Linked DNA regions of Drosophila melanogaster: region 1 is linked to region 2. The links are chromatin contacts, called in public Hi-C maps. All regions are on one chromosome and are shown on one strand. The core of a region is the stretch at or near the end of the contact, and the rest is flanking DNA. Distances in the headings are between cores, read along the strand shown.

What was found. Hi-C and Micro-C count contacts between places; a contact is called where the count stands out from the background.
Region 1: a Hi-C map of the Kc167 cell line shows a contact between it and region 2, with 5 times the contacts expected there. A contact is called at or near these places in 19 of 107 Hi-C or Micro-C datasets (the Clone 8 cell line, the Kc167 cell line, the S2 cell line and 8 more) and 3 of 7 datasets of targeted methods (the Kc167 cell line and the S2 cell line).

What each region holds. Positions count from the first base shown.
Region 1 is chr3L:8,826,146-8,828,845 of dm6, forward strand. It overlaps dally (division abnormally delayed), which reads left to right and starts at 1,360. Exons shown (of 9, transcript NM_001259756.2): 1 at 1,360-2,358. The coding sequence starts at 2,088.
Region 2 is chr3L:8,776,208-8,778,907 of dm6, forward strand. All of the region lies in intron 4 of Fhos (Formin homology 2 domain containing), which reads left to right. Among named protein-coding and RNA genes, the nearest start is that of Acbp5, 11 kb to the right of the region's middle.

The DNA of each region.
Region 1 (2,700 bases), core at 110-2,609, 50 kb after region 2:
GTGGGAGGGCGTTTGCGCCCAGCTGGACGCCCGCAACTGACCACCATGAAGTTCCCGCTGCCCTGGCTATATAGTATCTTGTTAATGAAGAAATAGATACACAGACGCCCCGAGACGCCTAGGTATTTAAGATCGAGGTCGGTGCCCGCGGGGTGACGAGTGAAAGTCCGGGGAGAAGAGGCTGGTGTGTTCGGGTCGTGCATTGTCTGCCACACCGCTGCAGCCTCAAGACAATCGCTTCGTTTTCGCAAATTGCAAAGGGAAAAAATTAACAAAAGAAAAGAAATGAAGAAAAAAAAACAAACGATACCACCACACGTGCTGTGCGAGGTCATGACACGGCTATCAATTTGAACAGAAACATTTAGCCCTAGGGAAATAGCTGCCAAGCATCTGAGACTCTTCAAAGGCGTGAAATCTGAGCCTGCTCCACGGGTTCATCAAGCCGATCGTAAAACATAGCCTATGAAATAAAATTAGAACTCATTCAGACATCAATTAGAACCGAGCATGCAAATTTCAACCAGCGGCATCGATAAAAGCCCGGATTAAAAGCCACCGGAGCACCCGAGAAGACCACTGTGAGATGGATTGATTTACGTTGAATATGCAAATTGCAGCGAGCCAACGTTGAAAGCTTTTAGAAGAGCATTTCGAGAATTTGAATAAATATTTAGGCCCATCGGACACAGAGAAAAATAATCAGAATCAAGCCAGCTCCTGTGGCAGATGACACGGCCAGGGAAAACTCGAAGTTGGTCCTGAAGAATGCCGGAACCCATAAATAAATGCGAATCACTATTGAAATATATAAAACGAAAACAGGATATGTGTCATATCAAATTTTATGGAACTACGTAGATTCATTGGCTGTCGAAATCGTTTGGCAATCATCGAAGAGAATAGATATCTTACGAAAGCTAAGCTTGCGTTACTAACTTTAATTTCCCCTTTTACTCATACTACATGCTGTTAATAAATACAACATCTTATAAATTGTGGTTGGGCATTCCTTAATTAAAATACTTTATAATATCTAATAAGCATTACAAAGTTTGTGGTTTAGTTCGAAGCTCGTTTTCCAAAACTCTAAAGACTCAAATTAATTAATTCATTTCAGATTGCGCCCTTGTATTACTCATGTATTCTCGGCGTTAACCTGTGAATTAAATTGAGTTCGCATAAACACCTCTATTCATTGCACCACTGTGCCAACATCTGTGCTCGCCGTTCTCTTTTGTTCGAAAGAGAGCGTTCGGATGGTTCTCTTAGCGCCGATTGTCGAGTGCCGAGTGTGGTTCGTGTTCGCATCGTTAAAGTTGTAGCACTCAGGGCGGATGTTTGATTTCGATGGCAAAGTCAATCTGTTCGGGTTTCTCGTCGTGGAAGGTTCGTTGCGCGCGCGGAAAAACTGAAAATATCGGTGCGAAATTCGAGCGGAAAAACGCTAGAAAAGAAGGCGAGTGCATTTCCTCGACCTGAGAACGCCGGTGGCCAAGGAGCTTTGCAATTAAATCTATTTTCGCCGACCTAAGTACACAAAACGTAGGAGAAAATTAAAAAGAAGAAAAAAAAAACAAATCTAATCGCTGGCAAATCAATTGCTAAGGAATTGAGTACTATTCGTTGTTATGTCATGGAAAGTCTCTGAATAAGTTAAGAAAATACTTGTGAGAAATTTAGCGACCTTTCAAAACTAGAAAGTAGAAAAGCAAAAAGTGCTAGACACGCGCTCTCTCTTCGACCACCACCCACCACCACCCACTATCGCCATCCCACGTTTACTACCACGTTTATTGCTCACGCGTGTTTTTGGGGCCTTTTGTTTTGTGCGCTCGTGTTTGTGGCCGTGTGTGCCAGTGTGTGTGTGTGCGTGTTAGCCGGCAAGTGCATTTGTGTGAGTGTGTGTGTTTGTTGCCGCGAACAGCTGTTCACCCAGACAGCATGCAGAAGTAAATACGAAGAAGTGCTGCAAAATAGAGTAAATAAAATAACCGGCTAAAATAAAAATAAGAGAAGCATTCAAAGGCAAATCAAATTTAGCCCCATCATCCACTGTGTCTGCACACAGAAATCACCCATCAAAAATGGCGGCCAGGAGCGTGCGGCTAGCGCAGCTTTTGCTATTTACCCTGCTCTGCGGCTTCGTCGGCCTGTCAGCCGCCAAGCACCTGGACCTGGATGGTATCCACCACCACCAGCACCACCTGCACAGCGCCACCACGCACCACAGACGTCGCCTACAGCGGGACTCGCGGGCGAAGGACGCCGTTGGGGGATCGACCCACCAGTGTGATGCCGTCAAGAGCTACTTCGAATCGATCGACATCAAGTCGAGTGGGACTTACAGCGAAAAAGGTAAAGTTCACGCCATCCATCCGTAGAGTTATAATATCGAGTATGCACTTGGACATGCGGGCTGGGGAAGAAGCGGGGAACGATGGAGGAAGTTAAAGCTACCAATATGGTTAAGGCCCCTTAGGAGCAAACGTACTAACTTTAAACTATGCAGAGGAAAACGTATGTTATTTCCCCAGGTCACTAGAGTGGTTCGAATACTTAAAGTCTAAGTTATCTACTCCATTAAATAAGAAAGAGGTACATAAATTGGGATTATTGATAATGGTTTTTCAATTTAATTACTTTTGCATCCTCTCCGTTTAAAAACATTTCTTTTGCGGGAAATTCATTGCCTTGATT
Region 2 (2,700 bases), core at 89-2,588:
GGCGGGCCGAACGGAGTACATTAGAGTCACGTTATGAGCACTTATGCGAGGGGGGAGAACTACTGACTTTGGCTACCGACCGACACTCAAGAACCTCGTTAACAAACCCTCCTCGGCCATAAACACAGACCACAAAGAAAAAAAAAAAAACGCCACTCTGCAACTCCGACTCTCCTGCATATTTGCATAAACGTCTGACATTTAGCGGTACCTCGGGGAAATAGACATAGCGGGCCAAAATGAAGTCGCCTTCTTGATATTTCAGGCCTGATTTGATTTCGATTTGAGGTAGTGCGCCCTGCATGCTGATGATTTTGGGCGTCGTTTTCTTACCTTACTGAACTGACATTGAATTGAAAGTTACACAACAGTTAAGGTAACCAGCCATCATCATCATCATCATCATGACGTTATGAGCCAAGGCTTGTTTTCTGTCGTCCGACCAGAAATCCAAAGACAAATATTTACACAAATGAAGAGAAAAGCGAGCGATCCGGTTCGGCATAGCAATTATGCTATATCTCGCTATAAGCTATCGCCATGGAAATGGGCAAGAGGAAGGAGGGTCGGAGTGGGCGTGGCGTGCCAACAATTTGCAATATTTAGCATAAAATTGCGCAACATGCGTGTGTACAATTATGCAACAATTTTTATTATTTTCGATTCGCCTGCGCTAGCGCAATGTGGGGCTTGGCATTTGGTTGGTCCAAAGAGCCATCAAAATCGAAATTAAGGCAAATTGCAAGCGGTCTTAAAGCAAACAAATCTCATGGCAAAAATCCATTTCAGTGTTCGTTCAAGTGTTCGAGTGAAAATGTAAATAAATCATAGAGCGAGTGAGAGAGAGAAAATCGCGAAAAGTAAATAGACCTCGAATTAAGTAAGACAAATGTGCAAAAGTGATTGAAAGCCGCGTCGAAAATGATTGTGAAAATGGAGCCGGACGAACTGATCACATTCCGTGTCCAGTATCTGGTGGACAGCGATCCGCTCTCGGCGTGCACCGCCTTCCCGATCCCGGTGCGGGCGCCCACCTACGCCTTCGCCACCACCATGCCGCTGGCCAATCAGCTGGGCACAATCCTGCGGCTGCTGAATGCACCACAAAGCGTAAGATATTCCGTTTTTACACTGACAGAAATTGTCTATAAGTCATTAAATATCGTGCCTCTTTATTCGACCAAGAGCAAAGTTTGGCTTACTTAGTATGTTTTATTATAAAGCTTATTCTTTTTAAACACCAATGATTACATTTAAAACTTGCTATTTAGTATTTTATTATAATATTCAAAGTCATCATGTGTCATCAAAAGATTCCCTATAAACAATATATTTTTTTTCACTCCGTTTCTACTTAGTCTGTTCAGAACAGAAAACAATTGTATTTTCCCTCTTTCTTTTTCGGTCTTAACTGGCTTGGCTTATCTCTTGCCAGCTTATCACTGGCTAAATCTTTCAACCGAAAAAAAAATCTTTTGTTGCGCAAAATTAGCCAAGCAACACGCATACAAATATGAAAAGGCATTAACTCTTTTACTGCGCATTTACGAGATACATTTATATACATTATACATAAATAGGTGGATCGCATTATCGCGATCAAGATTCGCAATTAAGTATTCTTCTTATTCATTATAGTTTTTGAAGGTTTTGCTATATTAAAATGTATTTTTGTGCCATGACGACAAGTTTTTTGCCAATCGCCAAACTAGTGATACAACTGCTGATTAGTTAAACAGTTAGCCAGAAAAGTATATACTACTACGCATTCGATTAAAATGCTCAATATAATCATATGGTTTTTAGATGTGAATTTTGCGAAAATAATTCAACACTCCAAATCGACTGTGAATTTAATTTTAATATGAAAAAAAATGACGAAATTTTTAGTTGATGATAAAATTTGCTCTAAGCGTTTATTTATAATATCTATTTTATTCTGGCAAGCCAAATGAAGGCAAAAAGTTAAATTTTAATTTCGCATATTTTCGGGCGGTTTTTGCGGCTAAACTTAAATATTTGCATAGCGTGTTTAGACGCATTTATCGTTCTACATCGCTTCCACATTTTCTATAAAATGAACGAATGAAAGAATCATAACTCGTTCAACACGGACCAGAATGAGCCATTATTGCCCTGGAGCTGAAAACACAGAAAAAGTAAACAGAATCCACAATTGATTTATTTGAGAAAATTTCGCATGAAAGCTAAAAGATTAAACTTTGGCCACAATCCCACAAAAAACTGAACATTGGTCGAATGGGTTTGGTGAAGGGAAGGAAATAAGTCAATTGAAACGGAATAAGTTTTATTTGCGGCCAGCTGAGTGAGCGTTGAATTGGAAAAGCCACAACTAAAACATATAGACGTAAAGTTTTTTTGAGAATCTGCAAAAGTGGTAATTGGTCAATAATGAAGGGAAAAGTTTCCAGGAAACTACAAGCAAAGGGTTTAGCATTTTCTTTTCCATGGCACCATTTGCAATATTTTATTGTGTGGCAAGCGATTTGAACAAATGATGCATTGCATGGCAATGAACCCGTTTCTCCAGGAGATTCCATCCAAAAGACAATGGCAGATGCACCTCGCAACCGGAGGCTCTGGATTTCGACGAGGGCTTGGCTTGGCTCGGCTTGGTTTGGTTTGGTTTGGTTTGGATGTGGCTCCACACGATCCACTGGGGGAAGAGGAGTTGCCTCA